5 separate regions of the Mus musculus genome follow, and regions 1, 2, 4 and 5 are each linked to region 3. Evidence: chromatin contacts called from public Hi-C, HiCAR-type and promoter capture Hi-C data. All regions are on one chromosome and are shown on one strand. The core of a region is the stretch at or near the end of the contact, and the rest is flanking DNA. Distances in the headings are between cores, read along the strand shown.

Region 1 (4,167 bases), core at 675-3,174, 2.0 Mb before region 3:
GTTTTAAGAGTCTAAAGACTTTGTGATTCCTAAATCTCTCTCTACTTTGTGCTTCCAGCTCAAGGTGTGAGCTCTCAGCTTCCTGTTCCTCCTGCCATGCCTTAACTCTGCCAACATGGATTCAGGGACTAAGTCCACACAAGCTCTTCTGTAAGGTATCTTGGCCATGGTGGTTTTCATACAACAATGGAAAAATGACCCCCACACACCTCCAACACTAGTCATAGTATTCAGCACAAAACACAAATTCTATCCTTCTAACTCAAATGGTCTCAACTCCATTTAGTAGAACACCTTAAATTTCAAAATTCCAGGGACAAATTGTGGGTAAAAGAAAATATTTGTAAAAGTAGGGCAGAGGGCTGGACAGATGGTTCAGTGGTTAAGAGCACTGACTCCTCTTCTGTAGGTCCTGAGTTCAAACCCCAGCAACCACATGGTGGCTCACAACCATCTGGAATGAGATTTGACGCCCTCTTCTGGTGTCTGAAGACAGCTACAGTGTACTTACATAAAATAAATAAAGAAATCTTTTTAAAAAAACAAATTAGGGCAGAGGATCCTGGGTGTGGCCCCACAATGTTTCTTTGGCTTGTAGACCACCCTAGAGGAAGGCATGGGATTGTGTGATTTCCTGCCTCCCACTCTTAACTCCTCCCCTTTGTTCTCTCTCTGGAGAACTCCTGCTTTAGAAGAGAATGTAAACTCTTCGGGTGATGGGAACATTGGTTTGCCTCATGAGTTTATAAATGTCTAGCAAAAAAGTCCCTAAACTCAGGCATCATGACTAAGATGTTCACCATGACATCCCTCACCACCTGAGTAATTCGACAGCTACTGAGCTACTGTGTGCAAGTCCTTAGGAGATGCTAGCCTTAACCACTGGGAGGACTCAATCCCTTCTTGTCAGTCATTATGCTAGGTTCCTGGGCTGCCTTAACAAAGCCCTTAATGGCTTCCACGGAATCGCCAGATCAGCGCTGGCAGCCAGAAGTCCAAAATCAAGGTATCAGCTGAACCAACTGCTTCTGAACACCACTGAAGGGATCTTTCCTGTGTCTTCCCACACAGTGGTCACAATCCTGGGCACTCCTGGCCATGTAGTCGCTTCTCTCCCTTCTCCTTTGTCACTCATTATCGGTTTATGTCTTCCTTTGTTAGAAGGACAGTTGCTTTTAGTAAAGAGGGTCCACCTTACAGGGTGGTGGCTCATGCCTTTAACCCCAGCACTGGGGAGGCAGAGGCAAGTGGATCTGAGAGTTCGAGCCCAGCCTGGTCAAAGAGGGAGTGCTAGGACAGCCAGGGCTTCATGGAGAAACACTATGGGGGGGGGGGGAGGGATAAAACAAACCAAAACCAAACAAACAAAAAAACAAGACAAACCCCAAAATATCCCAGCCTGATTCTGACAGGCACAGGTGCCTCCTGGGTGAAAATGCACAGCCAGTAGTGGGATTTTTAGGCATGGGGTCCTCTCCTTGTACCAGCCCCTCTTAAGAGAGTCCACTCCACTCTCCATGATGTCTCAGTTTTCTTAAGAGGAGGAAATTTCGTTACATATGGGTCTTCAAATAAAAATAAGCACAAAAGGATGTGGGTCAATTAAAAGTACCAAATTCAATATATGACTGAGAAGCACGGGGAGAAGAAAAAGAAATCCCCAAGTGATGTGGCTCCAAGATGCTCCTCTAACCTTCAGAGAGGTGACATATTCCACAGTCAGGCCAGTGAGTGGTACCGCTGCCCTGGGGTAGGGGCAGGCTGGGAGGCTCTGGTGCCGCCAGGGGACACGCTAGGGCCGGCGCTGGAGTCAGGCGGGAACGGGGGAAGGGGCGGGCAGGAGGGGCGCTGGGCCACTCTGGTTGGCTGAGCCCCGGTGCTCAATGTCCGGTCGGTTTTAAACTCGGTCCCGCCCTGGCGCCCTGCTCTTCCGCCGCGGCGCGCTCCTGGTAAGTACTCTCACCATTGCGAGTCCCAGGACCACGCCACGTGGCCTCGGAGATTTTCACGGCGCTCGCCCGTGGCGCGGGTCCCTGCCCATACGCGTCCCTTCTGTGTGGGACAGGAGATCGGCCTTGCGCTGCCCGGATTTGTCCCCTCCCAGGTGGAGGCGCGGCGTCCGGACGGCCCGGGTCCTGGGCACACTCGGGGCTTCCCGCCCGCCCAAGACTCGGATGACAGGGACATCGCCTATTTAGGAAGCGAATGAGATCAGAGCTCGGAAAGTAACAGGAGGCAGGATAATCCCAGTGTCAGCAAGGACAGGGGTAATTTCGCCCACTCAAGCGCGTCCTCGCCGCCGCACGTGTCCTTTAAATGCCGCTTGGCACAGAGGCTGGGCTTTTTGTTTTGTGCTCGTTTGTTTTAAGGTTTGAGGGTATATTCAGGCGGATACCTGCAAGCGAGTCCAGCAGGGACCTCTGCCTAAAGGACCTGGATTACCCTACTGCTGACACAGACCCAGCCTGTCTGGGTTTTGGGTCCTGGGAGAAATCTGAGCGACTGGATTAGCACTTAAGCAAGGCAACCTCTAAACCATGATTTAGGAATCGTGAATTGGAATTCCTAAGACCGGGTATAGGTGTTCAGCGAGCACCCTGGAGTCCTCCCTGTTTAAGAGGTGGCTGGTTGAGACACCAATTAAACGTAAATATCAGGGTTGGAGAGATGACTCAGAGTACTGACAGCTCTTCTAGAGTTCCCGAGTTAAATTCTCAGCAACCACATGGTGGCTCACAACCATCTGTAATGAGATCTGATGCCCTCTTCTGGTGTTGTCTGGAGATAGCAACAGTGCACTCATATAGAAGAAATAAATCTTTTTAAAAGATTATTTGATTATTGAGACAGATTGTCATGCTGGCCCAGAGAATATTTGTGCTCTAGGACCCTAAGTATTGGCATTTATGGACATAAGCCACTGTACCTGGTAAAGGGCATTTTAGAGGAAGAATAGGCTTGTGGGCTCTTGTAAACAAGTTCCCTGCGAGGTAGTTTTCTTTCCGTTAGAGGTTAGGGTTCTGCTGAGCCCCTTCGAGAGTGAAGGGCAGCATGAGCCAGCTTCTAAGGTGAGGAATTATTTTTCCCTTCCTCATTCAGGCTCAGGAGACACATCTGATGCTGCTTCTGGTTTTGAAATCAGAGACAATGTTTCACTTTCTTAAAGGAAGAGTACCGCTATTACCTGCAGTACTATTTGCCTCTAAACATTAAGAGTTTTTGGCTTCTGGGGTGGAAACAGTGGGAAAGATGGCCCAGAGGCAATAAAATGGACTCCAGCTGTCAGCAGTATGAAGATCAGAGCTCTGTGCAGGAATAAATGCTAGTCAGAGGCAGGCCTTCCATCATCAGATGCAGCTAGGAGCCACCAGGAAGGTCCTTTCTGAAGGAAGCTGTGGCTGCTGCTTGTAACAGTGCTGGTTCTTTTTTCTTTTGAGCAGATGAGTGCTGTGTCCAGGATGATCATGAATTCAAGGTATGTGTTAGATGGCAAGTTTGGCTTTCCAGGCATAATTCCAGGAACAGTTCTTGGCCAAGGATGAGAACTCTAACCTGACAGGATACGCTGCTGTGATGGGTTAAAGGATTTACCTGAGGCCAACAGAACAGGCAGGAATTTAATGCAGTCACCCCATGTCTTTTTAAAGTAGATGAGGGTTTGGAGAATGGAGTGAGAGGGCTTAGCAGTGCCAAGCCCGTTACCTTTGATTCTGGGACCTGGTGGAGAGAGAGCCAGCCCTCTAGAGTTATTCTTGCACCTTCATGTGTGTGCTAGCACACGTGTGTGCACACTCAAAATAATAAATGTAATAAATGGGAGCGTTGGTGAATGTTTAATACTTAGAGGGAAATATGGCTTTGCACTTAAAAATTGTGTTCAAGCCGGGTATGGTGGCGCGCGCCTTTAATCCCAGAACTTGGGAGGCAGAGGCAGGTGGATTCTGAGTTTAAGGCCAGCCTGGACTACAAAGTGAGCTCCAGTACAGGCAGGGCTACACAGAGAAACCCTCTCTCAAAAAAAACAAATAAAATAACAATTGTGTTCAAACATTTCTGGGTAGTACATTAAGGGTTCTGTTTATACAAAAAGATAGTTAATATCAACATAGTCTACACATGGGTGTGTTTCTTAATTATCTCATTGTTGCCGGTCTAATCATCTCTGTG
Region 2 (4,517 bases), core at 141-2,640, 3.0 Mb before region 3:
CCCAGCTATTCAGAAGGTTGAAAACAGCCTTTCAGACTGTACCCAGTCCACTGTCTGATAAAAGAAGCCAAGGCTATCACAACCCTTCATCTGTGCTCCACACTGTTGCTAGGTCTGCATCACGTAATATTTATTTATTTATTTATTTAGGTTTTTTGAGACAGGGTTTCTCTGTATAGCCCTGGCTGTCCTGGAACTCACTTTGTAGACCAGGCTGGCCTCGAACTCGGAAATCCCCCGCCTCTGCCTTCCAAGTGCTGGGATTAAAGGCGTGCGCCACCACGCCCGACTAAGTTTTTTTGTTTTTGTTTTGTTTTTTTTAAAACCATGACAGAGTCTCACTACTCAGCTCTGTCCTGGAACTTACTATGTAGACCAGGCTGGACTTGAACTCACAGAGATCACCTGATCATCTCTGCCTCCTAAATGCTGGGGCTAAAGGTATGCCATGCCCAGATTAACATAAAGATTTAATGTTGAACAAAATTAAACCACCGGCTTGATTATAGTTTTGCTCGCCTTTAGCGAATTCCAGGACAACCAGAGCTACATAGTGAGTCACCATCTCAAAAAAATTAATTAATTAAATTAAACCACTGTATTCAAACCTATGAAAATCCAGTTACAGGTACCAGAATGACATGTGTTAGGTCAAAAGGAAGAAAATCTAACAGCCCAGTTTTCAATTTTAATTGGAGAACTGTTTCATGTGTGTTGCTGGGCGTTCCAACGCAGAAAACACGTAAATCATCAAGATCAGCGCTCTGAACCGAAAGTGAAACCTTAGGCATCAATGTTGAAAATACCACTTTCACTTGTAGATCAATCGAGATTGCATACAACCTTACGCACATTCAACACGTTCCCTCTCGGGGAAATGACATGCCATTAGGGCCTCCTATTTAAAAGCAAGGGAAGGAGGCGAGGACAAGTGTGGGTCCAGAAAGCTTGCGTTCTCACACCCCGCGTTCCGCTGTCAGCCCCGGCAGTCAGCTCATCCAAACTCAAGCTGCTGGCTGGTGTCCATCCCTTCCCCTCCGCCCCGCCGCGACCCCCTCCCGCTTCCGCCCCAGCCCGCCTCGCCGCGTCCGCCTGGCCGCTCCTGCCCACCGAGCCCACGGCCGCCCCGGCCGCGCTACCAGGCCCAGGCCCAAGGCCCGGTCGCTGCCGCAGCCGTCTCACCTGCGCCACTGCCGAGCCAGCTGCGACCTGCCGAGTGCCCGGATGCGGCAAAGGCCGCCGTTTGTTTTCATTCCGGGTGAGGCCGGCCCCGCCCCCGGCTCCGCCCCCTCGCGCTGTCCGGAAGGCCGGTCGAGGACCGGAGCTGCATGGAAGGGTGGGGCCAAGGGGCTTGAAGGGCGATCTGAAGCATCGAACGGAAGGAAGCCCTGAAAACGCGGCTGTGGGCGGGGCTAGTATTTAATGGGCGGGGCTGATATGGGGCGGGACAACAGAGTAGATGGAAATAGGGAGAGTGTAGCTAGGGCGGGGCTGACGTGTAAGGGGGAAGAGAGACAAAGTGGTTGGGGCGAGGGCCGCGCTGAGGGTCAGGCGATCTGTGGGCGGGGCTGGTAGTTTGCGGTGGAGCGGATGTGGGACCGGGCGAGGAGGAAGATGGAGGCAAGGGCCGACTGTAGGTGGAGCTGTTAGGTGGAAAGGCAAGGCTAAAACTGGTCAAAAGCGGTGGGAGGGGGTCTGCTGTGCAGGGGGAAGAGGCGTGGTGAGGAATGGAAGTGAGGCAATGCTAGTCTTCAATCACGAGGTCTTCGGACCACTCCCAGACCGAGTTTTTCAGAGTCAGAGGAAAATGAGTCTGCCTTTATTTATTCCCCAAAAGCCTTGACAGAGCAAGACCTGTTTTCCTGAACCTTTTCTCGTCTTCCCTCTACTAGGCCTAGGGGATCCCCTAGACTAAAGGATTCTCACACTACCCTCCACAATCCCACCAGGATCCCCGCTCATGGTGAAGTTAGGTACGCTACCCATGCCTCCCTCCAGCGGCTACTCCCACCATGAGTACAGTAGATAGAGACATCTGCTTTGCTCAGCGCTGTGAAAAATGCATGTGCCCTTATGTCTATGTAAGGGAACAATCCAAACGGGCATAAAAAAATGAAGACGCCGGGCAGTGGTGGCGCACGCCTTTAATTCCAGCACTTGGAAGGCAGAGGCGGGGGATTTCTGAGCTCGAGGCCAGCCTGGTCTACAGAGTGAGTTCCGGAAAGCCAGGGCTAAACAGAGAAACCCTGTCTCAAAAAGACCAAAAACCAAAAACCAAAAAAAAAAAAAAAAAAAAAGGCCTTTTTTTTTTTAAATACTATGAGAAAAGAAACAATGCTCTGGTGTTGAGCCCCATCTTGCTGCAGACTGTGAGAGGAGGCCTGAGCAAGCCTGCAGGAGCCTAAGCAACCAGGAACCCCAGCGAGGAGTTTGCCAATTGCCAGCCTGCCAGTGAAGCTAGATCCATCATTCAACACCCGCTTCCCACACACGTACTGGAGAACCCAGAGCAGGCCTGCTTAGTCAGTCCAAAAATGCCTGGCCTCACTGTGAATCAGGAACTAAACAAATTGTTATTATGATAAGGATCAGATTTGCAAGTTGTTTGTTATGCCCTCCAAACTGACAAAGCTTTCAGAACCAAACAAAAGAAAGTGACTGTAAACCCAAGAAAACTGTATCTGTAGATAACTGTTTCCACTCTAAGGAAATTGATTAGTTCCAGCACAATCACGACTATATAGAGAAACCCTGTCTCAAAAAACAAAGAAACAAAGAAACAAAAAACTGCCAGGCGTGGTGGCGCACGCCTTTAATCCCAGCACTCTAGAGGCAGAGGCAGGCCGATTTCTGAGTTCGAGGCCAGCCTGATCTACAAAGTGGGTTCCAGGAACAGAGAAACCCTGTCTCGAAAAACAAAAATAAATAAATAAATAAATTTAAAAAAATAAAAAATAAATAAAAGAAAAGAAAAAATAAAGAAAGTTGGGCTGGTGAGATGGCTCAGTGGTTAAGAGTGCCGACTGCTCTTCCAAAGGTCCTGAGTTCAAATCCCAGCAACCACATGGCAGCTCACAACCATCTGTAACGAAATCTGTTGCTCTCTTTTGGAATGTCTGAAGACAGCTACAGTGTACTTACATATAATAAGTAAATAAATATTAAAAAAAAAAAGCTGAGTAGTTGTGGCTCAGGCCTTTAATCCCAGCACTTGCAAGGTACAGGCAGATGGATCTCTGAGTTCGAGGCCAGCCTGGCTTTCAGACTGAGTTCCAGAAAGCCAGGGCTACACAGAGAAACCCTGTTTCCAAAAAACAAAAAACAAAAAAAGAAAGAAAAAAGAGAAAGAAAAAAAAAGAAAAAAGAAAAGAAAAGAAATTTCCTTCTTTGCAATTAAATCAGAAACTTACCGTGCAAAGTGAAACCTGAGTCTTACCTCCCAAAGATCCTGCTACCTTTCTTGTTTTCTGTAGATCGGTCTTTCTGTACAGGAGTTAAAGGTTTTTTCATGATGTTAAGATAGCATATATTTTCATTTTTAAAACAATATTGTGATACAATACATATAGTTTATAATATTCAAATTTGAGTTATTTGATTCGATGCTTTTCAGTATATTTGAAGAGTTGTTCATTCATAACCAAAAATAATTTTAAAACATTTCATCACTTTTTAAAAAGAGTTATTCACTATGTATACAGTCTGCTTGTATGTATGCCTGCAGACCAGAAGTAGGCACCAGATCTCGTCACAAATGGTTGTAAGCTACCATGTGGTTGCTGGGAATTGAACTCAGAACCTCTGGAAGAGTAGCTAATACTCTTATCCTCTGAGCCATCTCTCCAGTTCATTTCATTACTTTCAAAATGAACCCAGAACCCACAAGCAGGGTGACACTTATCTATAATCTCAGCATGTGGAGACAGAGGCAGGAAGGTTTCTAATTCAAAGGCAGTATGACTCAGTCTAAACAACAATAGAAATCTGAACACATTTTATTCCCCCAGACTAACACATTTTATTCCCCCAAATCAGACCCTGCGTACCCACTACCTCCTCATCTCTGCCTTTGCCCAGAACCTGAGGCCACTAAGCTACTCTCTGTTCTTATAAAGTTGCTTGGTTTGGACACTTCATACAAATAATAGCATACAGAACCAGGGATGAGGTACACATTTGTGCTTGCAGTCTGAGGCTAGCCTGAACAAGCAAAGAGCATCACACAATAAATAATAATATGCTTTTTTTTCTCTCCTTTGGTGATGCAGATACAGGCCAGATTAGACCAGATTAGAAGTAGATAAAGGAGGCTCATTAGGAGGCAGTTCCTGGGTGCGTTCATTGATCTCAGTGGAGTTGCACATCCAGGCTAAAGCAAGGGGATTTTATAGAGTTTAGGCATAGAGAGATTACATGTCAGCCAGGAGCTGGGATTATGTCTGTACATGGTCAAAAGCTGAAAGCCAGGTGGTCTACAGAGTGAGTTCCAGGACAGCCAGGGCTACACAGAGAAACCC
Region 3 (4,518 bases), core at 278-2,777:
ACTAAACCTTTTACTTTTGTATGAAAATGCTATTGTGGTTGTGAAACCCAGAATATTTCTTCTTAGAAGAGTCAAATGATTTAAGCATTATTGTATCAGAAATTTATCCAAACAGCATGACAATGCAGACCCATTTTTTGTGTATATAAAATGTGTTCACAGTGACTGATGGAATAAGGGCAAGAAATGACATGTTTAAAGTTCCCTAGCAAGGATGCTAGGAATCGAAGCAGTAATAGCAGTCTGTCCTTTGGGGTTGAATTTGAAGTGTGTCTTCCCTTCTTTTTTAAAATTTGCTAATGCATGTCGAGAATTATTCAGCCCCACCCAGGCGCAAAAGAGCTATCAGGAATAAACTTTAAACTTTTGCTAGTTTTACACTTAAAACTAGCAAAAGGAAAACAATCAGTTACAACTGCAAACTACCCTGAGGAAATCAAGTATACATCGATAGTGTCCTGCAGTATTAGATAGCTATAGTCACTTTCTAAATGCATTATAGTTTGGTTTGCATATTCCTAGCGTATCTGTACTAATGCCTGGTCTTTCTTTTCTTTTTGCTAACACAATCTCAGACACAATCTATTTAGTTCTGGTCTATGAATATATCTCACAAAGACCTTCAAGAGTATTTAAACTGTCAGCCTATCTATTTACCATTGAATTCTGTATGACTTTGCAAGTTATCTCTTGAAATAATTTCAACCAGTTAAGAATTTCAGAATTGTAATTTTATGTTTTGATCTTATCCTGAGATTTCAAAAAGCCAGACATTTAGAACATTATATGCCGAAGGCTGACATAATTTAAAATGTAACTGAGTACACAAGGTAGTGGAGCCATTTATACTCAGTACTCACTATATATAATCAGTGTCTGTAACCGAGCTCTTTAGTCAAGACTGTCAGTGCTGTTGTACATAGTGGGCCACGACAGGCACATTGGGCAACCAGATTCTTCTGGGTTTAGCAACTGTCAAGGAATGAGCTCACGTGACCTGGAAGGCTGGGAGCCAAACTGGTCAGAGAGCTTTGCGGTATCAGTTCTGCTCGCTGCGCGGACTTTACCAAGATGGCCTCGAGGCCTCTGCGCCTCTGTCCTCCGGGGCAGCCATCTTGGTAAAGGCCAGGCAGGGGGTGGCTCCCGGTATGACCCGGCTGCAGCCTGGGACCGCATGGTCAGAGACGACCGCCACCAAAGATGGGGAGGCGGCGCGTGCTGAGGCGCTGCGTGCAGCTGTTGGTGTCCTCAGCGGAGCTGGGGTGGCCGGGCCGAGGGAGGAGAGACGCGGGAGGAGGGCGTAGAGCGGCTGGGCCCGCAGAGCCGAGGCCCTCAGGCGAGGAGACGCGACGCAGCGCGCGCCTGCCTGCGCTCCGCGCAAGGTGAGCCCGCCCCTTCGCTCCACCCTCGCAAGATGGCTCCGCCCCTCGAGCTTCCGCTCCGTCCAGCAGCCTCGCTTCATCCCGCCCTCTAACCAACTCCGCCCCCCGCCTTCCAGCGCCGCCCACCGGCATGGCCCCGCCCACATACAGCGCGCCGCCTTCCCGGGAACCTGAGCGCCTGCGGGTGAGCCTCCCTGCTGTTAGCCTGGATCTTCGCGGGAGGCGGTTCGGCGACCGCGGTTCCTTTTCGTTGGTTTGCTCCTTAGTCTCGATATCTGCGTGGAACAGCCTTTCTGGGGCTGTTCGGATACCTCGGTGAAGTGCAGCGGGTTTCGAGTAGGTTTCTAGCACCCAAGCCCTGCCTCCTCCTGGAGATGCACTTGTGAGTGGCAGGCTTCTTTTGAATTACCGCACCTCTGGAGTTGCGGAGCTTGCATCTCTGGATCCGCTTACGTGAAGAGCCACCGCGTTTTTAGGCGCCCAGAGGGAAGTAGCTGTATTTGGGATTTAAGATCTACCCTTCCTGCTGCAGACTCCCTGGTTACAGCTCCACGATAGGAATACAAGTGGGTGTATCTTCATTTGGTTGTATGTAAATGAATGGGGTCCACAACTTGCTCAGAGCAACTTATTTCAGCTTCGGTGTAGTATTTATGTCCTAAAAAAATCCATCCCCAAAGCATTATTGCCGTTTTTCTTAAAGTAAGAGTAACTTATTTAACCACAGAATGAATAAAAGTACGAGGCGGGATTAGAGAAGGATGGCAATAGACCTTTTTCTTTCTTTTCTTTTTCCTTTTCTTTCTTTTGTACTGTGTTTGCTCATTAGATCGGCTATTCTTGATGGCGGTTCATATGGACTCCTCTTCCCAAGGAGCGCGGTATGAACCCGGTTGTTGTGAATATGCGTTCAAGGTCTCCAGTGGAACCTGGATAATGTGTACTAACAGTCAGACCCAGAAAACATTAAGGGATTGAGAAAAGTCAACAACATAAAAAAAAAAAAGTCTGGGATTCTTGCTTTGCCCTTACTGTAGGCTGTTTATACGTTGTTATGCTGTGACTTGCATGGGTGGTTTTGGCTTAGCATGAAGTCAGAAAGCCACTTTTGCAACACACTTCTCTTAAATTAAGAAATAATTTTCATCTTTATTAACAGATGGACGTATAACAGTTCTGTTTTGTCACATTGGGTAGAAGTTAGTGGTAACAACATGATTTAGAAAGAAGTTACATAATCTTTAAAAGGGTGATTACTTGTATCTTACAACAGTCTAATTAAAAAAAATAGTTTGATTTTTGTTGTAAGGAAATGTTAGCTCTGTTAAAGATTTAGGGCAAAAATGTGCATTTAAAATCAGAATCTAAGAGGAATCGAGGGTTTGAAATGGGTGTAAGTCAATTGGAAATACAGTCATAATTTTCAAAGATTTTATTTTGTTAATATTTTTACAGGCTTCATCCCTTCACGAATTATATAGCAAGTGTCCAAGAGACAAACATCTCTAGTGTATTTATCATGTTTCCTTTTCCACCCACAATTCCAAACTCGATCAGACAGATTCTGATTCCAAAACTGATGATTTTTTATTTTTTATTTTTATTAGATATTTATTTACATTTCAAATGTTATCCCCTTTCCAGGTTTCCCCTCCAAAAACCCCCTATCTCCTCCCTCCTCCCCGTGCTCCCCAACCCACCCACTCCCGCTTCCTGGCCCTGACATTCCCCTACACTGGAGCATAGAACCTTCACAGGACCAAGAGTCTCTCTTCCCATTGATGACCAACTAGGCCATCCTCTGCTGCATATGTGGCTGGAGTCATGGGTCCCTCCATTTGATCTCTTTGGTTGGTGGTTTAGTCCCTGGGAGGTCTAGGGGTACTGGCTGGTTCATTTTGTTGCCTCCTATGCAAAACTGTTTTCTAATGTTTGTTCAGTGGGACTGTTTAAAGACATTTTAACGTAAGGGTTCTGTCATAAGGTCAGGGATGTTTTATTGGAAAAGGTTTTGGTTATACTTTAGTTCTTTGAGTCACTCCTACCTATTTGTTTGAAAGAAGTCTTATATTCTTTTAGGTATTTAGAAAGCCAAAGGGATTTTTGTGGAAATTTAGTTTATATTTTCACTTTAGTTTGTTTTCTGTGTGCACGAGTGCGTATGTGTATTTGTGTGTGCATGTATGCGTGTGTTTCTCTTAGTGGTGCATAGCTGTAGCTAGAGTGGGGTCTCCCATTCCTTTTCATTCTATATGAGTAAGAATGTGGCTGCATGGAGCGCCCTGTCTATGTAGGTACTATAGATTAAAATAAATACAAGTAAAAGTGGTTTAATTGAAGTACTATTAGGCATGTATAACATTGGCATGAAAATCAGTTCCAGTGATTTCCACTGCAAGGTTGAAGCAATCGTCTTTTTTTTTTTAAAGATTTATTATTTATTTATTTTATGTATATGCATACATTGTATGCTGTACAGATGGCTGTGAGCCATCATGTGGTTGTTGGGAATTGAACTCAGGACCTCCGCCTACTTCAGCCCAAAGATTTTATTTATTATTGTATGTAAGTACACTGTAGCTGTCTTCAGACACACCAGAAGAAGGCGTCAGATCTCATTACGGATGGTTGTGAGCCACAATGTGGTTGCTGGGATTTGAACTCAGGACCTTCGGAAGAGCAGTCAGTGCTCTTACCCGCCGAGCTATCTCACCAGCCCGCAATCGTCGTTCTAACGACTACATTCCTGAAGAATTCTACATGTCTATAACTTACTGCTTTACTTGACCCATCTTTTGAACCTAGTAACCATTTATTCTGTTTTTATTTAACTAATTGACTTTTACACCATGCTATGTATGTTCTTGGCTAGCTCCAGGAGCAGTCCATACATAGTTATACTCATTCTACTGCCAACTAACCTTAAATGATGTATTATAACTTACACTTTTTTTGTTTTGTTTTGTTTTTCGGTTTTTCAAGACAGGGTTTCTCTGTATAGCCCTGGCTGTCCTGGAACTCACTTTGTAGACCAGGCTGGCCTTGAACTCAGAAATCTGCCTGCCTCTGCCTCCTGAGTGCTGGGATTAAAGGCGTGCGCCACCACGCCTGGCTACACTTTTTTTTTTCAAGATAT
Region 4 (4,661 bases), core at 1,627-4,126, 2.1 Mb before region 3:
CACACCTCATAGACAGATATACACACACCACAGACCTACACAGACACACACCACACAGACATACATATACCACACACCTCACAGACAGACAGACACACCACAGATGCACATAGACACACCACACACACACACAAACCACAGACCCACACATATCCACACACCACGGACACACACATCACAGACACATACATGTCACATACCTCTCAGACAGACAATCAGACACACACACACACACACACACACACACACACACCACACAAAGAGACACATACAGAGAAACAAATACACCACACATAGACACCACTCACTACAAGGACACAAATAACACCTCATAGACAGACACACCACACACCTCACAGGATGACAGACACACACATACACCACACAGACACATACACACACATCATACCTCCCAAACAGGCAGACACACACACACCACACACCTCACAGACAGACACACAGACACACACACACCACAGACACACAAATACGTATACCACATACCTCAGAGATAGACAGACAGAAATACATACACACACACACACACACCACAGACACACACAAGTACATACACACACATCATTCCTCACAGACAGACAGACACACACACACACCACACACACATCATACACATACATACACACACACACCACCGACACACACACACAGACAGAGACACACCACACAGTCATGCAGACACAGACACATATACATATACAGCACACAGCATGCACACACACAACACACACAGAGACACACACACACACCACACATATACACCACACAGATGCACACAAACACACACATACACACCACACAATAATAATAATAATAATAATAAACAGTTTTACAAAGAAGTGACTGAAAGATGGCTAAGGTGAGTAAGAGCTGAGTGCCCCTGATTCTCTGGCCTTTGTGTTCCTATTAGGATCTTTGCTGAATATGTTAGTTTGTTTTGTTATTGTTGGTGGTGGTGTTGTTTTGGTTTTTTGAGACAGGGTTTCTCTGTGTAGCCCTGGCTGTCCTGGAACTCACTCTGTAGACCAGGCTGGCCTTGAATTCAGAAATCTGCCTGCCTCTGTCTCCCAAGTGCTGGGATTAAAGGTGTGTGCCACCACGCCCAGCTCTATTGTGTATTTCTTTCTTTTCTTTCTTCTCCTTCTCTTCTTCTTCTTCTTCTTCTTCTTCTTCTTCTTCTTCTTCTTCTTCTTCTTCTTCTTCTCCTCCTCCTCCTCCTCCTCCTCCTCCTCCTCCTCCTCCTTCTCCTCCTCCTCCTTCTCCTCCTCTTCCTTCTTCTTCCTCTTCTTCCTTCTTCTTCCTCTTCTTCTTTTCTTCTTTCTTCTTCTCTCTTTCTTTCTTTCTTTCTTTCTTTCTCTTTTCTTTCTTTCTTTCTTTCTTTCTCTTTCTTTCTTTTCTTTCTTTCTTTCTTTCTTTCTTTCTTTCTTTCTTTCTTTCTTTCTTTCTTTCTTTCTTCTTTCTTCTTTTTCTTCCAGAGCAGAGGACCGAACCCAGGGACTTGCACTTGCTAGGCAAGCACTCTACCACTGAGCTAAATCCCCAACCCCTCTATTGTGTATTTCTAAACAGAGTATTTTGAGAAACAAGATGCATAAAAATTTCTGTTCTCATTTGGCTCATTTACATCACTGCATTTTAGGATCAGAGCACTGCTTTCCTAGTAACCATGGTGAACTAATTAGATGCTTTGCTATGGGATCAGCCAATTCACAAGTTTCTTATTTCAAGTCAATTGCAGAATTCGACTAAAATCTTGGCACTTCTGATCCTAGAGTCGCATTTTCTACACCTATGTTCTTTATTGTTGGTTTTTTTTTTTCATTGCATTGTATTAATAAAAATGTATTCTTTGAGGATGAATGCAGTGGGGCAGGAGAGAAAGACAGAATTAAGGAGACATGGGAAGTGAAAGGTGTCCCGTCTGGCTGAAGAATCCCACCAGCCGAGCAAAGACTCCCCTGACATTTAACAGCATTTGCTGTTACGGGGCAGTACTCCTTTTATACAGAACTATTTTCAACTAAGAATATTGAAACAGTGACCACACTCAAGGCTTAAGCATATCTGACTTTACTCCTTCCCAGATGTAAACTGCAGTTTTCTGGGACTCTCACACACAAAAGTCTATAACTTCCTTTATAGTAAAAATGTAGCTTAACTCCCATGAACCCCTTGTGCCCAGTGATCTCATTAAGTTCCTTGGCAGTCCTTGAGATGTAAGTCTAGAAGCCAGAAGTGTCAAAGAAAAACAGACAAATAAACCCAGATTTCACGCGAACTTCCCAGATTTGAAAATGTTGTTAAATGAAAAACAGAGAACGGGTGCAAAGTAGAAGGAAACCTGGAAGAGTGCCCGGTGACGTCCGGTTTTAGCAGCCATAGAAGAAACTGATTCTGGGATAGTAAGGAACTTAGCCAAGATAACAGAACAGTATATAAAATAACATTCCTTCTTTCTCAAAGATCATCGCTGGGATGTGTGCTTTAAAACTCTGGAAAGATGCTGGAAAAAAATAAAGGTAGTTGTAGATAAAAAAGTAGGCCTCAAGTGAGCGCGTCTGGCAATCTTCAGCAAACAGCGCGCATTGAATCCCAGCACTCGAGACGCTGATGCAGTAGCAGCTCCATGGGTTCAAGGGCAGCAAAGTCTTAAACAGGGAGCCCCTATCTGGAAAGACAATTCCCGCCCCGCCCCTCCAGGAAAAGCCGGATTCGTCCCAACAATAAAACAACAAAAACGAGGCGGGAGCAGTGAACCCGCAAGGCGGAGCTAGGTTGCTGGAAGGCGACGGATTACGGCCTCTGTCGGCGATGCCTCACGACTCCTGCCGTAAAGGCCCCACGTGGCGCATGCGCAGCTCCTCTCCCTTCCGGGATCCGGACACGGTGGTGGTTGTTGGGCTCCTCGTTCCGCTGGTCCGTCGTCGCCATGGTGAAGCTGAGCAAAGAAGCCAAACAGAGGCTGCAGCAGCTCTTCAAGGGCGGCCAGTTTGCCATCCGCTGGGGCTTTATTCCTCTCGTGATTTACCTGGGTCAGTGATTGAAGAACTTGGGAGGAGCCGCAGGGCAGGGGTTGGTGGGGTCTGAGTCTCCTTTTTTGCCATCCGGGGCTAGGAAATTAAACCCGGCCTCCGCGTTGTCCACGATTTCCGAGGCTGTCTGCCCGGGCTCGAAAAACCATCTTCCAGTTCCTTTTAGCTATTTGAGTAGTGTTTAACCAGTCACACAATCCCTTATATTCCCTACTTAAATCTGTAAAATAAAAGCAAGACCTTTCAAGATTGGTTTTAGGTTTATATGACCCCTAAAGAAAGATTAATCCTCTATTTGACTTTTAGAACGTTTCCCTCCTGTAGGTTAGCCTAAGTGGGAAGACGGTAACCAGGTTAAAACGTCACTGCCTAAAAGCATGATTGTGACCATTGGATGCCTACGCTTTTCTTGTATAATGAAGGATTTCGGTGATTTTTTTTTTTCTCCCGAAAGTTACAGACCCCATTTTGCAGGGAAAGACAGCCATAAAGTTGTACTTTCCTTGCCCAAGTGTCCAGGCAAATATTTTCACCTAGGGCTACACTCTGGAACTGGTTCTGTTCCTGGTTGAGTAGTTTTACAATTTTTTATCTTAATTGCCTTATTCATCCCGTAAGGTAAACAGCAGAGGATTTTAGCTCCAGGTCTCAGAGCTCTAATATGGAATCTGGCGTTTCTCATTAAAGCAGGACCCTCACAAGGTGCTGCTTCTCGTTTGTTTTACATGACTTGCATTATATAAGATAAAATACATTCATTTGTAGTCTTGGCAGAGCCTTTAACTAGGCTGGACATTTCTCCAGGCAGCTGTTGTACCTGTGAGAAGTATGTGAGCTGTGATAACCTGGATATTTTGATAGGACAAGTATTTTTCTTGGTGTTCCTAAGTATTACTGATGAGACAGTGCCTCATGTTGCTCAAGCTGGCCTTGAACTCCTGGTTCTCTTTTTTTTTTTTTCCCTACCTTTCCAGTGTTTGAATTACAGGCCTGCACCGTCACATACAGCTCTTTTCTCCTCTATTTTGAAAGAAAAGAAAATCTCAGACAGTGATATTATATAGGTATCAGATAGATAATTGTGACAGCTTACTTTTTTTGTTTGCTTGGGGTTTTTTGTTTGTTTGTTTTCGAGACAGGGTTTCTCTGTATAGCCCTTGCTGTCCTGGAACTCACTCTGTAGACCAGGCTGGCCTTGAACTCAGAAATCCGCCTGCCTCTGCCTCCCGAGTGCTGGGATTAAAGGCGTGCGCCACCACCCACTGCTGGCTCTACTTTTGTAGGCCGGGTTGTCCATACAGTTCTTTGAGCCCCGCTCCATTTTCATAGTTTGCCTGTAGGTAAGGCTGGGTGAACTCGCAATTCAGCCTCATCTATGGTGTAGTTGGAACTACAGGTGCACTAGGCTCTCCTCTTGAGATACACCTCTGCCCCCACCACCGCCAGATGAGCCCCTTTCATGCAGCCTAGGCTGGCTTGGCTGTAATTTCAAGCTCCTCCTGCCTTCAACTTCTGAACAATGTGTTAAAGTTGTGCACAGCTATGTCCATAGCTAGAAGCTGTAGCTACTTGTCAGAATCTTGGGTCTGAGAACTGGATGCTTCACATTGG
Region 5 (4,634 bases), core at 781-3,280, 2.5 Mb after region 3:
GCTAGGATAGTAAACCCTCTTCTTCAGGGTCATATAATACTGCATGTCTATATTAGATCATCTAAAATGACATACGATGGATACTCAATAAATCCCACTGAAGATGTTTTCTTCCTTGACAGCTTAGCTTTAGAGAAGTTTATGAACCTTTATTCTCTCTTGTTTACTTCGGAACTTTTCTTTTTACATGTTAATTTTATTCTGAAAAAAACAACTGCTCTATATAGTATTTCTTCATAATGGATCACAGCATGAAGAGCAATTCTGATACAGTAATACTCAGAATTTCAACACTGGCGCAAGACAAATAACAATAGATAACAAACTGTCATACCATGCTGGTATGTTTGAGACAGATCTGTCCTGTCCACCTGTGCCACCCAAGAAACTGCATTACCACCAGAGGAAAACAAAGGCACGCTACATTTGTACAATAAAGTCTTTTCTAATGAAAGTTTTCTCTCAGGACCACAATTTTATTTCAAGCAAAGACATTTTTTCAGCAAGATTCCAATCTCTCTAAATTAACTTCACAGCCTAGAAGAGACTTGACAGAAGCCAAGTTAGAACACAGGGAGCCTGGGCTGTTGACCAGCTTGCATCTCCATCCACCTCTATGCCACAAACACGCCCCCATGTCTGGAGCTAGAGGAGAGTCCAACCACAGAGAAATCCTAGTCAATAAGAAAATTCCAGTCAATGAAGAATACTTAGGGGAACCCTTGTAATGCCGCAGTCTGCCTCCCCTTCCACATTAGAAAGCTCTCCCAGCTCCCCGCTTCTTAATCTCTGCCCCTCCTCCTGCCTGCTGGCCAGGGGCGATCTCTAGGGTTAGTCAGTCTGCACGTGACTCACGGTGCCCACATGACATGACCATGGGCGGGGGAGAAAGACCGAGGAGTGAAGCAGGGAAAAAGTTACTGAACACTACCGGTCAAAGCGTCCAAACCAATTTGTCCCTTTCCTTCCTCTCCCGTCAGTGATCCCTAGGGAACCGCTACGGACCAAGGTGTCTCCAGACTAGTTTTGGATATCCTGCAAGGGGTCTCCACTTGCCCCAATATTCAGAGCTTCTCCCATTCTCTCTAGCGACAGCTCTGCACCTCAAGTTGCTCCATCTTCCTTTCTTCCTCCTCCCTTGCTTTCCTCCTTCCCCGAAAGCTCTGTGTCCACTGTGGACATGCCATTGGCGCACATTCTATTTGGCCTAAAGCTCAGAGGAGGTCAGACAAGGCCAAGCATCTTCCAAAGGGGAGGGTCCAACTGGGCAAACTAAGTTGCCTGCTACAGTACCACCTGGCTTAGCCGGCCAGCCAGCCCCCCAGTCCCGGTCCCCCTAATGCTCCGAACACAGTTACCGTGCTCTCTGGACCCCACCCCGCGGTGGCGCAGCATACACCCATCCAACACCCGCGCCCACCCTGTTAATGCCATCCCCACGCCGGGGTCCCACCGCCAGGCAGAGCACCGAACAAGCTGCGCTCACCTTGCTTGACACACTTGAGCCGGAGGGGGTCCTTGCAGTGTTTGATCACGGCCAGAACGTCCCTGATGGTGAGCCCCGCCACGGGGGTCTCGTTCACCTCCAGCAGCAGCTCCTCGGACACCAACTTGCTGCCGCTTTCATAGGCCACCTTGCCCGGCTTCACCTCCCCCAGGTAGGGGAACTGTCCGTTTTCCGCGCCCCCCTTCAGTTCAAAGCCCAGCTGGCCCTCCGGGTTCCTGCCAATGACACTCTCGTGGACTTTGCTAGTCCAGTGGCTTTTCTTTTTCAAGCTTTTGGACATGGCAGTAGGGTGAGTCGCCTCAGTTCCAGAGGGTCCTTTGGGAAGGAGGGTCTGGGAGTCAAAATCGGGATGGAGGAGCAAGGGGGCCAAGGGAAGAGGGTGGCAGACTTTGCCTTTCTCTCCCTCTGCTCCGCGCTTTCCCTCTTCTTTGGATGGAGTGTGGCGGAGGAAGGGGGAGGATGAGAGGGACGGCTGGGCAGAGGTAGGAGAGCTTGGGTGAGGTTGTGCTGTCCCTTGAATGACACTCAAGGCTTTGGCCCCGCAGCGGAGGAAGCTGTGGTGGCGTTGGCGGCGTTAGCGGCGGTGGCGGCGGCCGAGCCAGCGCGAGCAGTGGCCGAGCTGGTGAGCGGGTGGCGTGGGGGTGGGGAGGAGGGTAGGGATGCCGGGGGCCACTCCTGCGTGCTGCGAGTGGGGAGCGCGCGCGCGCTCGCCGGCCTCTGTGTTGTTAGCCGATATCCATGGCAGCTGCAGTGGCAGCGGTAGGGAGCGCGTGTGTGTGCGCGTGTGCGCGTGTGTGCCTGTGTACTAGTTGTACTGTACTGGCAGGATGCAAGCGGGCGGCGGGGAGGGGGGAGCGTTGGGGGATGCGAGCCGAGGGAGGAGGCGCGCGCACCGAGTGGAGCGCCAGGGAGGGCTTCGCCGCCGTCTCCCTCCCTCCGCGGCTTGACCCGGTAGTGAAGGCGCTGGGAGAGGCAGGCCCCGGGCCGCCCTGCAGCCTGCGGGAGGAGGCGGGAGCCGGGAAGGAGGGGAGCGGAGGCCCGACATGGGCAGGCCGGTGAAGAGAGCCGGGATCCCTGGGTGGACCTGTCTTCAGCTTCCCTGTGAGCCGGGCTGCTAGCCTGCAGGACGCCCCGACTTGCCCACACCCCAACACTGGACAAAGCAGAAATCCGGGGAACCCGATGCCGAGCCTGGTGGCCCATCTACAGCACAGTCTTCTGGGGCTCCATCCTGCCACAAGGAAGCTGGAGTTCGGGGTCCCAGCATGGAACTGCAGAGGGCCTGGCAGGCGGAGCCCGTGGAGAGACTTCACTATTGGCTCGCTCCACTTTTTACAGTCTTTCATTCCTCGCAAAGTTCTCAGAAGTGCCCCTCCGATAGAGGAAAGTTAGAGGAAGGAGTCTGGTCGTCCTGGATGCAAGAATAAGGTGAAATAACATCTGCAGAGCAGGGCCATGTGTCCTCTTGGAAGAAACTGAAGAGGATTGAGTGGAGACAGGATAGAGGAGGGCACCTGCCCTAGTTGAAGAGTGGAGAGGGGCGGTGGGGTAGGTGTTAGGGAGATAAATGGAGTAAGAGCCTAGACATATAAATGGTGAGTGTAACCTGGACAGGAGTCAAGTTTTAGGTTAATCAGACAAACAAGTCTGCTACAGGAAAGAAAAGAAGGCTCTTGGTGGAGCGCTGTACCCCCATCTAGCTCCTTCCCCTTCTCCAAATTTAGAGCCAGGTGGAAAGCTAAGCAGGACACAGGGGGCTGAGGGCTGCTGACTTCTCCAGTCAAACCCTGAGTGGTGCTTTTTGAGTTTCCGTAGCTTACATTCCATTTGCTTAACTTTGAAATAATATGTTTCAGGCAAAAAGAAAAAAAAAAAAAGGAACCACTCACCCACTCATCTTTGTAAATCAGAGTATGGGAAGGAATTATCAGCAGTTAAGAGCTTTGATGTCTGGGATGTAGTGTGGGAGGAAAGCAAGGCGGTTCAAAAGGCTTAGCTGACCCAGACAGAAAAGAGGGGGTGTGTATCCTGGCTCTGGGGCTTTTCAGGAGTGCCACGTTTAGCAGGCTGTTCCACCTTTCTCTGGTTGTTTCCTTTTAAATAGGGGTAACAGTACTAGTGGGGCCTGGTGCACTGAGAAGACAGACAGGCAAGGCAGGGAAGGGACTGCCCCATACAGGTTTGTTGGCTTTGAACAGTAGGTTCTTCCTCTTCAGCCCCACCCCCACATCGTGGAGAGGACAGCAAATTAGGTCAGAGCTGAAGATCTTTACAAAGGATGAATTTGCTTGACTTTGTGCCTTTTTCCATTTGAGAAAAGTTGGCTATGACTGGTGAGGACTACCCAGTCCTTGGCCTTAAGGAATGCTCCTGAGCCAGCAAGATTTCCATTGAAAGGCCAGTCTCATGAAAAGTTAGGCTGAGGATTATAAAGCACCATTCTAAGTGGAAAGTGATAGAGGCAGTGAAGAACAGAATTTGCATTTGTTTAACAGCAGTTACAAATTACCTCCAATGTGTCCGCTGTTATTCTAATTGTTTATCACGTATTATGGTTATATTATATAGTTTATATACTTTACAGGTGAGGAAAGGAAGGCACAGAGATAGATTGGACAGAGATTTATTTGTTTTATGTCTTACAAAGTTATGCACCTAACCAATGTGACAATAATTTTATGCATTCAGACCCTTGCAGGTTGTCGTCACACCTGTATGTAGTCACTGTCTTGAGCTACTCCCTCTAACCCATATTACTTAGCACATGTCATAGTAGGACTCAGTATAGTGTGACCATGGTTTTAGGCCTGTTCCTTTTGTGGGACAGAAGAAAAACAGGGAAGCAGCTGCTTTCCCTAGGAGGCTCACTCATACCATTCTTAAGCTGGCAGAGCCACAGAGCTCTCTGTCTGCTCCTAGACCACCCTATATTGACTTGTATGCAGCTATTGGAATCAGAATCTCTAAACACCTCTCTCTTCCTCCTACATAGTTTTTTATTTTGTCCACTTGACACACATTTATATTTTTTTGGGAAATAGAACTGCAATTGAAAAAATTGCCTCTGCCAGATGCCTATCAACAAGTCTGTAGGGCATTTAAAAATTATTAATAATTGATGTTGAAG

Evidence for each region. Hi-C and Micro-C count contacts between places; a contact is called where the count stands out from the background. HiCAR-type assays count read pairs that join an accessible place to other places. Capture Hi-C pulls out chosen DNA fragments and counts their contacts.
Region 1: a HiCAR-type map of astrocytes shows a contact between it and region 3, with 6 times the contacts expected there. The contact joins the promoter of AI506816 here to the promoter of Napepld in region 3. A contact is called at or near these places in 2 of 115 datasets of contacts at active chromatin or transcription factors (astrocytes and large pre-B cells).
Region 2: a promoter capture Hi-C map of adipose tissue shows a contact between it and region 3, with 2.9 times the contacts expected there. The contact joins the promoter of Nub1 here to the promoter of Napepld in region 3. A contact is called at or near these places in 1 of 115 datasets of contacts at active chromatin or transcription factors (embryonic stem cells) and 2 of 9 other capture datasets (adipose tissue and liver).
Region 4: a contact with region 3 is called in a Hi-C map of B cells, with 6 read pairs. The contact joins the promoter of Tomm7 here to the promoter of Napepld in region 3. A contact is called at or near these places in 3 of 39 promoter capture datasets (liver, pre-B cells and stem cell-derived epiblast-like cells), 1 of 484 Hi-C or Micro-C datasets (B cells) and 1 of 115 datasets of contacts at active chromatin or transcription factors (large pre-B cells).
Region 5: a contact with region 3 is called in a HiCAR-type map of astrocytes, with 5 times the contacts expected there. The contact joins the promoter of Magi2 here to the promoter of Napepld in region 3.

What each region holds. Positions count from the first base shown.
Region 1 is chr5:23,710,424-23,714,590 of GRCm38.p6, reverse strand. AI506816 (expressed sequence AI506816) reads left to right here and starts at 1,924. Exons shown (of 5, transcript NR_015554.2): 1 at 1,924-1,949; 2 at 3,441-3,475. Gm50451 (a small nucleolar RNA gene) reads left to right here and starts at 3,530; the gene lies at 3,530-3,600.
Region 2 is chr5:24,682,688-24,687,204 of GRCm38.p6, reverse strand. It overlaps Nub1 (negative regulator of ubiquitin-like proteins 1), which reads right to left and starts at 1,390. Exons shown (of 15, transcript NM_016736.3): 1 at 1,183-1,390.
Region 3 is chr5:21,698,405-21,702,922 of GRCm38.p6, reverse strand. Napepld (N-acyl phosphatidylethanolamine phospholipase D) reads left to right here and starts at 1,527. Exons shown (of 5, transcript NM_178728.6): 1 at 1,527-1,718.
Region 4 is chr5:23,842,360-23,847,020 of GRCm38.p6, reverse strand. Tomm7 (translocase of outer mitochondrial membrane 7) reads left to right here and starts at 2,876. Exons shown (of 3, transcript NM_025394.3): 1 at 2,876-3,050. The coding sequence starts at 2,948.
Region 5 is chr5:19,224,442-19,229,075 of GRCm38.p6, reverse strand. It overlaps Magi2 (membrane associated guanylate kinase, WW and PDZ domain containing 2), which reads right to left and starts at 2,030. Exons shown (of 23, transcript NM_001170746.1): 1 at 1,487-2,030. The coding sequence starts at 1,787. 4921504A21Rik (RIKEN cDNA 4921504A21 gene) reads left to right here and starts at 2,521. Exons shown (of 3, transcript NR_102342.1): 1 at 2,521-2,935.